Regions from separate parts of the Cricetulus griseus genome. Here region 1 is linked to region 2. Evidence: chromatin contacts called from public Hi-C data. All regions are on one chromosome and are shown on one strand. Each heading gives the region's core, a stretch centred on a gene start, on an enhancer-like site or on the middle of the called end of the contact. The rest is flanking DNA. Distances are from core to core; before and after follow the strand shown. Region 1 has its middle 41 kb from the start of Ctps1. Region 2 holds the start of LOC113833819 (cbp/p300-interacting transactivator 4).

The links. Hi-C and Micro-C count contacts between places; a contact is called where the count stands out from the background.
Region 1: a Hi-C map of liver shows a contact between it and region 2, with 2.3 times the contacts expected there. The contact joins the enhancer-like site here to the promoter of LOC113833819 in region 2. A contact is called at or near these places in 2 of 8 Hi-C or Micro-C datasets (fibroblasts and liver).

What each region holds. Positions count from the first base shown.
Region 1 is chr2:31,534,499-31,539,748 of CriGri-PICRH-1.0, forward strand. No RefSeq gene overlaps it. Among named protein-coding and RNA genes, the nearest start is that of Ctps1, 41 kb to the right of the region's middle. Within about 2 kb of position 1,588, at least 3 of the 6 cell types and tissues checked have open chromatin away from gene starts, as enhancers often do. A contact at or near this core is called in fibroblasts, where this site is marked.
Region 2 is chr2:31,485,329-31,490,745 of CriGri-PICRH-1.0, forward strand. It overlaps LOC113833819 (cbp/p300-interacting transactivator 4), which reads right to left and starts at 1,457. Exons shown (of 1, transcript XM_035439232.1): 1 at 918-1,457. The coding sequence starts at 1,457. The coding sequence ends at 918.

The DNA.
Region 1 (5,250 bases), core at 338-2,837, 49 kb after region 2:
GTAGATCTCTATGAGTTCAAAGCTAACCTGATCTACATAGTGAATTCCAGGCCAGCCAGGGCTACACAGTGATTCTCTGTTTCAAAATAAACAAACACAAACCAAAAACAAAGTAAACCTTGCAGAAATATCTAGGACGACTTTAATATGCTATTCTATCCAGGCCTGGCTTAACCCCATGTCACACTGACCCCTACTCTATCATGATCTCTCTGCAATCTGTCTGCCAGCAGCTCCCAGAAGCTCAGCCTGTGTTCCCAATTTCTCCCACTAGACTGGCCAAGCGCATTGAGCCCCTGGAGGCTGCGCCACTCCTCACCAGCCCTGCCGTTATCTCTGCCTCCTTCTCTTGCTATCCCCAGAACAGATACTATAACCTTAAAAACAAATTCAGAACAGGGGACAGGAGAAAATCTGAAAAGATGACCTGTATCTGTCACTTTCTGTTGCTGGGATCAAACACCATGACCAGAGAAACTGAAGAAAGAGAGCATTTATATTGCCTTATGGTCCCAGATGGGTAAGAATCCACCATGGTAGGGAAGCATGGTAACAAAGGAACAAAGGACTGGCATGGTGGCAGGAGGAGCTAGCAGGTCACATTTTTCACTTCATATATATATATATATATATATATATATATATATATATATATATGAGAGAGAGAGAGAGAGAGAGAGAGAGAGAGAGAGAGAGAGAGGGAGAGAGCCAACACAAACCAGAAGAGCAAGGCATCAGCTCTAAACTCTCGGTGCTGTGCTTCCTCCAGCCAGGCTGCACCTCCAACCACGGACCAAGTGTTCAAATGCCTGACTCTGTGTGGGATGTTTTTCACTCAAACCACCATAATGCCTCTGTGATTCCATTCATTGGTTGTTCTGGAAAAAGCAAAAAAATGATGAAGCCAGCTGAAGAGTCAGCAGTTGCCAGGATCTAAAGGGGAAGTTATAGAGAGAGAGCAGAGGAGGGGTGGAGGGCAGTGAAACTTCTTGTCTTACACTGTGGCTGGGAACCTATGTCCTACACCATTAGAACCCATGTACAGCATAAAGAGTAGACCAAGGTGCAAACTGTGGAGTTCAGTCAATAATGGTATGTTAGATCATGTTGGGAGTGATGGGGAATGTCAATGCGAGATATTGAAATGTGTGTGTGTGTGTGTGTGTGTGTGTGTGTGTGTGTGTGTGTGTAAGAGACAGAAATAGTGAGAGACAGACAGCTAGATAGTGAACAAATGTGAGTATGTGTGGGAGTGGGTGATTAGGTCTGAGCAAGAACTCTGTACTTCACATTAAATTTTTCTACAAATATAAAACTACCCTGGAAATTGAGTCCTAATGAATGCCAGATCACATTGTTTCTCTGGAAACCCTCCCAGTTGCACCCATTGCTCAGGAAGTCTCTGTGACGTGGCCCCTGCCTGCTGTCTTCACACAGGGATTCCTTCTATTCCTACTTTGCTGTCATCTCCAGACCTTTGAATAACCGTTGCTTCTGCCAGGACATTTCCTTTAAGTAGCTGGCAGAGATGTCCCTGACTGTTGACCAAGAGCTGCCCACTGACCATGAGTCATTCCTTGACATACAATCCTGTTTGAACTATATGCATGAGTCACTGCTGCTACTTTTCTTGTTTGAAGAATACCTAGATACTGTGATGTTGTCATGGAAACAGGGGGGGTCTTCACTACCATCTTCATTGCTTGTTGCCAGAACCAGCTCCTAGAACAATGCCTGATAATTTTGAGTTACTTAAATAGACACTGTGTGTGTTCATATGTATGCAGGTGCATGCATGTGTGAGTCAGTATAGAGGCCCGAGGTTGACCTTTGATCTTTGGTGTCAAACTCCCCCACTCCCCTGCTCCATATTATTTATTTATTTTTCTTCTTCTTCTTCTTCTTCTTCTTCTTCTTCTTCTTCTTCTTCTTCTTCTTCTTCTTCTTCTTCTTCTTCTTCTTCTTCTTCTTCTTTTTTTAAAGCAGGGTCTCTCACTGGCCTGGAGCTTGCCATGCATGCTAGGCTGGCCAGCCTGCAAGCCCCAGGGATCTGTCTGTCTCTATCTCTCTAGTGCTGGGATTATAAGGGGGAGCACTGGCTGGACAGTCGTACTCACATCCCCAGTCATTCCCGAACCATGAGCATCCTGCTTCCCCAATCCCTCTTCTCACCCACTTCAGCTCCTTCTGTTCCTGGTCTACATCAAAGAGCACTTTCCCTAAGGATCTTTTCTTTACCCTTGGGTGGAAAATATAGTTTTTTTTTCCTCAAGTCTTTTGAGAGAAATTTTGGTAATGGAGGGTGGGACCCAAGTGTTTTCCCACTCTACAGAATCAGGTTCTTTTATTTTTGTGGACATTGATGTTCTTGCCATGGTGTCAGGTCCCCTGAAACTGGAGATACAGACAGATGTGAGCTGCCATGTGGGTTCTGGAAAATGAACCCAGGTCCTCTGGAAGAGCAGTCAGTGCTCCTAACCTCTGAGCTGTGTCTTCAGTCAGCATCAGGTTCTTAGAATGCACTGACTACAAAACACAAGGAGAGAGCCCATCCTGAGCCCCTGTTATGGTCCAGTGCTGAGAGACAAGGACATTAACAGGAAGCAGAGAACAAGAGGAAAGCAGCAAGGGCAGTGAGAAAAAGCAAGGACCAGATAGAGGACTCTGTCACTTAGTACATCCCTTGGCAGGCTACTCTCCCTGTCTCCTTGTCCATACAGCAGTGAACGGTGAAGTATGTCTGAGGAGCAGCACCTCACCGGTACTAAGTTAGATGCTATGGCTGTAGTAGACGGCTTTGCCTGACAATGGGGAAGATGGCCATAGAGTTGACAAGTTTAAAAATAATTAGTTCACTGTGTTTCCGACAAGTGTCAAAGGGAGAAAGCCAGGGTTGGATGTGGTGACACAAGCCTGTCTGAGCCCTCCAAAAGTCAAGGCAGGAGGAGTGGGAACTCAAGGCTAGCCTGGGGTACATTGGGAGACCTTGTCTCAGTGCATTGTACCATGGGAGCATAAAGCAGTGAGCTAGGTTTGGCCAGGGGTTCAAAGAATGGTTCTCAGAGGATACAGTGGTCAAGATGGGAATGAGTGACTGTGGCCTGGTCAAGGGGTATACAAAGGCATTCCCTACAGCAGGAACAGCACCAGCAGAGATTGTGGGCTCCATGATGAGAATGTGGAGAAGTGGGGAGAGAGAGCAGGACAGGAGGTGATTTTGCAGGAAGGCAGACGGGGAGGGGCATGGTGAGGACTGGGGTCTGTACTCCACTATGGGAAAGGAGAAGCAACTGGGAAGTCAAAGAAGTAACAGGGGGAAGTGACGACTGGAGTGTGCAGGAATGAGAACGGAGTAGTGATGGGGGTGCACCCCGTGTCCGCACACCATAGTCAGAGCTACCTAGGATGTCTGGTAGCAGCTGCTTCACACAGGGGGTGTAGTCTTCCATCTGGGACATGCTGAGCCTGAGGTTACAGATGGGGTTAATCGTTGAAGAGAGGTAAAAATAACACACAGAGCCAGATCATACTATATAAAGGATGTCAAAGTAGGCAAGGTAATTATAGGTTGAACTGAGACTTTGGGTTGTGTGTGGTGGGAAGACATCACCTGAGTTACATCAAAAAGGACTGGGATGGGGGATGGGTTAGCAACCTTTTTTTTCTTTTGATGAAGAGATTCAAGTGGAGACCAGTTTTAGTACAAAGGAGATAGAGGCCACAGTGTGTTCCTACACTACCTTTCATGGGTCCTGGCAGGTAGTCAAATAAGTTGACAGAAGTCACAGTGGTCCAGACAGTGTGATATCTCAGGAGACTCATCTATCCAAGCAAAAAGAAACAAATATTTCCTGGTCATTGTCTTCAGGGCATAAAAATGATATGAGTCCAAGTCCTTTGTCTTCCTCTGGAAAATACAGACAGCAAATGTATCAGCTTATAATTTGACAACAGATCAATTTAGGAAATGATGAAAGAGTCTAGCTAGATTGGACAGTGATAAGAAGATTCTGCTTGAAGTAGTCCTCTGAAAGAGTGACATTTGACTCATGTAGGTGTGTGTGTGTGTGTGTGTGTGTGTGTGTGTGCATGCATTCTCATGAGGTAACATGGTATGTGTGTGTCTATGCATGCATTCTCATGAGGTAACATGGTATGTGTGTGTCTATGCATGCATACTCATGAGGTAACATGGTATGTGTGTGTCTATGCATGCATTCTCATGAGGTAACATGGTATGTGTGTGTCTATGCATGCATTCTCATGAGGTAACATGGTGTGTGTGTGTCTATGCTTGCATACTCATGAGGTAACATGGTATGTGTGTGTCTATGCATGCATTCTCATGAGGTAACATGGTATGCGTGTGTCTATGCATGCATTCTCATGAGGTAACATGGTATGTGTGTGTCTATGCATGCATTCTCATGAGGTAACATGGTGTGTGTGTGTCTATGCATGCATACTCATGAGGTAACATGGTATGTGTGTGTCTATGCTTGCATACTCATGAGGTAACATGATATGTGTGTGTCTATGCATGGATTTTCATGAGGTAACATGGTATGTGTGTGTCTATGCATGCATTCTCATGAGGTAACATGGTATGTGTGTGTCTATGCATGCATTCTCATGAGGTAACATGGTATTGATATATGCCAGACATCAACCTCAAGCATCATTTCTTTGGTGCTGTCTATCTTGGTTTTAAAAATTATATTTGAGGACTATGTGAGGGATATACATATATACTAATGCAGGCTTGCTATACTACATAAGTCAGCCTTGGGTCCTTGCCTTCCAGCTCTCTTGAAATGGTTTGTCATTTGCTGATATTAACTGATCAGTGAGTTTCTAGGAATTCTCCTGACTCCACTTCCCTTCACACCACAGGAGCACTGGACTACATGTGGGCTACATTCCTGGCTTTACAGCGAGCTCCCCAGCTCTCCATCTTGTCTTGGAGATAGGATTTCCGCTAACCTGGAAGTTATGTGTTAGGCCAGGTTGGCTGTCCAGAGAGCCCCATGGATCCTCTTGTCTGCCTCTGCAGTGCTGGTTTGCAAGTGTGTGCTCCCATTCCTGGCTTTTTGCATGGGTACTGGGGACTGAACTCGGGTCTTCATGTTTGTGCAGCAAAAAAGCCTTACCGACTGAGCCATCTCCCCAGCCCTAAGGAGGCTTGATTCCCTGTAAAACATTTGAGTGCTTATTTGTTTCTTCTCCTTCTCCTTCTCCTTCTCCTCCTTC
Region 2 (5,417 bases), core at 207-2,706:
ACGTGGAAGAAGTATGTGTGAGTCTCTGGTTCAATCCCTGTCGCCCCCCTCCCGCCCACCATGGTATCACAACCAAGAAAAACAAGACAACCCAACCCCTCTAAGGAAACTGGAAGGGACAGTGTTGTGGACAAGTGAGAGGGTCTCTGTCCAGAGCTAGGGCTGTCTGGATCTTCAGGTGCCCTCCCCTCCAGTTCCTGGAGGAGTAGCTGCAGAGAAGTCCAATGGGTTAAGCTGTCAACTGGCCTGGCAGCAGCCTGGGCCTCTCAGGTTATGATATGACAATCTCACAACTCTAGAGACATTTTCTAAAGAAACTATCAGCTTTCCTGTCCTTTGGGCTGCTGGGGTTCATGGCCTCCATCCCATTTTGGGCCTCTAACAGCCTTGGACTTTTTTGCAAGTTACGCTTACTTGAGAGTAGGGATGAAAAGGAAATGGAAACTCAAAACTGTAAAGCAACCCAGTTTTATTTTGGTTTTGGAGACTACTGGTCCACTGTGCAGGGGGTCAGGTATAAAAAACCTTCTCTCCCCGAGGCCAAAGGCCCAGGGAAGGTGGGGGTTCAGGGAGATAGCTCCGGAGATCCAATCCGGTTAGTGGGCAGCATGAGAAGGTCAGGCAGAGGCCTGCAATGGCTCAGATTGGGGGTGAAGGGCAGGGAAAGAGGGCACGGCCTTCAAGAACGTGGAATCAAAAGGCTGGTTCAGTCCCCCTCCTTTTGACTTCTGAGACTTGGGTGAGAGAGAAGCAAGACCCAACTGTCATCTGGCAGGACGTAGGGCCTGGAGGCAAGGCGGGCGCCCTCGGTCGGAGCCGTCTGGGCGAGTAAACACGGCGCCTCCACCCTCACGGAGGGTGCGTGTGGGCCGGGCCACAGCTCGCAGAGTCAGTCCCACGTCTCTCGGCGGTCGTGATCAGCAGCTCACTGAGCCGGCGGGTGGCGCCGACCCCAGGTCCGAGAAGCAGTCAAACTCGCTCTGGCCCAGGAAGAGCTCGGGCAGCTCGCGCACGCGGTGCAGCCCGAGTTCGAGCTCCAGCGACTTCAGCGCCTCCTCGTCTATGAGCTCTGCGTCCATGCAGCCCAGGGAGGGCGGCGGCGGCAGCGGGGACGCGGCTCCGGGCGCGGCCTGCAGAGGTGAGGGGCCTCCGGCGGTTCCCGGGGGCGCGGGAATGCGGCCCGGGGATGGCGTGGAGGCGGGCTGCAGGTGCGCGCTACCGGCACCCGGTGGCTGCGCGACGGGGAAGGGCTGGAATGAGGCCGACGATCCGAAGGAGCCGTATGCCAGGGTCCCGGGTGGCGGCGGTGGTCCCAGCGGAGCCCCCCGCGATCGCAGACCGCTGTCCAGGCCGGGGCTTGCGTATGGCTGGAGAGTCCGAGGCGCGTGCGGGCCGTGGGCGTGCGGCGGCACCTGCAGCAGGCAGTAGCCCTCGGCGAGCATCAGGTGGTCGGCCATGGCAGCCCGCGGACGGTCAGCGCACGCCCTGGGTCCCGACCAGCGGCTCCTCTTGGGCAGGAGACCGGGACACCGTGTCGTCCCAGCAACTCAGCCAGGCGAAGGAAGACCGAATCGGATTCGTCCACTGTCTCACCTGGGTCTTCCGGATCTCCTCTCCCCTCCACTGTCCCACGGCCGCGGCTGCAGGCCGCAAGAGAACCAGACACCCTAGAGTCGAGCTCAGCAGAGGTGCGCTCGGTGCCACCGAACCCGGAGACTTCTTATACCTAGAGGTGGGATAACCACGCCCCCTGTATGTCATTGGCTGAATTAATCCCTTCTGGGCGGGGCACGCGTCCCTCCAACAAGGCCTCGGCCCCGCCCCTACCAGAGCCCCTCCCTTTGGGCTCCCAGCGGCGTCCCAGGTTGCCCGTGTTTTGATGGGAGGGACAGAGTGGTTAACTTTTCTCTGGTGCTGGTCAGGCCTTCCAAGTTCTGGCTAGTGGGGGTTGTGGAGGATAGCTTGAATTTGCCAGAAGATGAAGTAGGAAGACCAGTTCCAAGAGCTGCAGGATCTGGGGGCCATTCAAGTTAATTTTCCAGACCAAGGCTCAGACACTGAAGATTTCCTGGAAACACACAGGGTTCAAACCCAGGCCTTTGTATTGCACTTCAGCAAAGCAGGGTCGTTTGGAGAGGTCAGCTCTCTGTCCCCACAATCCCCAGGGAGCCAGCTGCTCCTTCCCTGGCTCTCATTGTGCACTGTCTGTTGAAGCATGTCCTGAGTTGTTATTAAAGTAATTTATGGGCACGTCTCCTGAAGGACTTGTTCATCTTCTTACTCTCAGCACTTGGCCCACAGCCTGGTCCAGGCTGGCTTTCTGTAAAAGTGGAATGAATGAGCGAATGATGGCGTGAATTGCAGCCCATTCACCACTCTGCGGCTTCTTCCTCTCTAGGATGCTGGCAAGAGCAGCAGAGACCACACGCGCTTACGGTGAGGGTTAGCCGAGGATGTGTGTGTATGCGCGTACGAGTGGTACAGAACCTTCCATAAGTGCCTGCAACATACATATGCAAATATTCCTCAACTGAGTGAAAGGCTTGATATGGGGTTGGTTCTAATGATCTTTTTTTTTTTTCTTCCGGTTTTTCGAGACAGGGTTTCTCTGTGGCTTTGGAGGCTGTTTTGGAACTAGCTCTTGCAGACCAGGCTAGTCTCGAACTCACAGAGATTCTCTTGCCTCTGCCTCCAAGTGCTGGGATTAAAGGCCTGCGCCACCACTGTCCCAGCTCTAATGATCTTCCAGTGGGAGATTTTCACACCTTCTTTGGATAACAGTAATCCTAACTTGGACTTTTAGAGGGCTTTACATTCTACAAGCTTCTTCCTGGAAGTAGGGTATGAATTTTTAGCCCTATTTTGCAGATAAGGAGACTAAGGCAACCAAAGCCAAAGTGGCTGTGCAGGGGTCCTATGCCAAAAAAAAAAAAAAAAGAGTGTATATACACTTCAAACTCCACAGGCAGGCCAGGAGACCGGTTCCTTGAACCTTGAATTCCACATGCTGGTTTTCCCTCTCCTGGCTCCCCTCCCCCTGCAGCAGCCTCTGGACTTCCTGGAACTTTGGCTTATCTAGCTGGTTAGATAGTGTAGAGGGGAGAAGCTTAGCTAGGGAGTTCAGAGGGGCCCAAGTTCTAATCATAGCTCTGCCACCTTCAGGCGTGTGACCCTTGGCTGATGGGTGGGGGTGGGGGATGACACTGGATTTCATAGGGCCTCAGCTTTCTGCTGTGAAAGAAAGTTGGTGGTTCCTGCTTGGGTGCCCAAGAGCATGTGGGAGGGTCACAAATCTTCTCCCTCCCCCAGCCTGGTGTAGTGAAAGCCCTGGGCTATCTTTTCCCTCTGAATAAAGCTCCACAGAGATTCCTAATGTTGGCTGGATCTCTGGCTCATCTGGAGGTGTGCATGGTTAGAGTGGGCCCTAGCCTTATGACTCAGACACTGAGCATTTATTTGTTTGTTATTTATGTATTTTAGACAGGACCTTGCTATGGAACCCAGGGCAGCATATTTGCCAGCAGCAAGCAGGATTGTTAGGACCCAACAACAGCCCAGGGCCTTGACGCTGCTCTTGTGCTTCTGTCTGCCTCGTGCTTGGACTGTGGGTGTTTTTGAATCATGAGACGATGTTTTAAAAAAAATCATCCTGACATAGTTGGTCTAAGGAGACTAGTGTTTGCATCACAAGACAGATTCCCCTCTTAAAAAAAAAAATAAGTGTGTGTGAATAGTGCTTTAAAGAGTTCTTTAATCTGGGGCTCCAGAAATGGCTCAGCACTTAGGAGAGCTTGCAGTTCTTCCAAACAACCTGAGTTCGAGTCCCACTGTCCACATTGGGTAGCTCACAACTAATTCTAGCTCCAGATGATCCAACACCCTCTTTTCTCTTTTGTGGGTACCCATGTACATAACACACACACACACACACACACACACACACACACACACACTTCAAGTAAATCTTTAAAGTTCTCAATTTGGTAAATAAATATCAACTGTTTACCCTACATCGGACATTAATCAATTTGTGACTCTCAAACTTTCAAGGTCATGAAAATTTCTGAGAATCTAATGGAAACTGCAGACATTGTGGACACAATATAACTGCACAAATATTTGGTGCACTAAGTGATGGGGGGTTGGGGGATAACAACTCATCAGGGTAACTGGGGAGGTTCTAGCCGTAAAGTGTTTGCTATGCAAACTTGGAGGCTTGAGTTTGGACTCCCAGGACCCACATAAAAAGCAGAGAGTAGTGTCATGTGCTTGTAAGTGTGGTGCATTGGAAGTGGGGAGAGGAGGACCTTAGAGCTTGCCGGTCAGCCAGGCTAGGCTAATCTGCAAACTCCAGGTTCAGGGGGAAACCCTGTCTCAGAAAGTAAGGTGGGCCAGTGAGATGGCTCAGCAGATAAAGGTATCTGTCCAAGCCTGACAAACTAAATTCAATCCATATGATAGAAGGAAAGAATCAACTTCCAAAAGCTAAACACCATAGCACATATGCACATGCATACACACATAGAAGTAAATAAATCCATGTAAAAATAAACCGGAGAATGTCGGAAGGAGACACCAGACTTCACCCTCTGGTTTCTACATGCCGTGTACACACATGAGCACACACTTAAATGCAGATGCTCGTATATAACATATCTATGCACACAAGCATATTAGATACTTGGAGACATACAGTAAACAACAAAACAAGTTAAATGAGGCCTTCCATGTCAAAAGGTGATAGGTAGCATGGGAATAGAGAGAATGTAAGGGAAAACGGGAGTCCAAGAGAGGAGCATGCAGGTTGCAGATGCTACATGCAAATCAACAGGAGTGATATAAGCCTCACTGAGACTATGAGGTTGGGGCAGAGGTTGGAAGAAGAGTCAGGAATGGCTCATGGCTGTTATCCTATCACATGGAAGCTGAGGCAGGATGATTACTGAGTGTTCAAGGTTACCATAGGCTAACCCTGTCTCAACAAAACTAAAGAAGAGGAAATGAAAAAAAAGAAAAGGAAAGAGGAAAGACTGTTAGCCATGTGGCATCTGGGGGAGGAGCTACCAAACAGCTGTGGTGATGTCATTTCCAGCAAGTTACAGATTTTAGAGTATTTTGAAAATGTGTGTGTGTGTGTGTGTGTGTGTGTGTGTGTGTGTGTGTGTATGTAGGCCAGAGGAAGATATTTAGTGACTTTTTCAATTCCTTTTCTCCTTATTTTGTCTTTTGAGACAGGTTTTCTCGCTGAACCTGGAGCTCTCTGATTGTGTTAGCCCCAGGGAGCCCCTCCATGCCCAGTCTCTGTCTTCCCAGCACTGGGATTATAGGCTTGTACCATTACCCTCAGCATTTTTTCTGGTGTTGAGGATCTTGTTGAGGATCTGAAGTCTTGGGTTATCATGCCTACTTGTATGTAT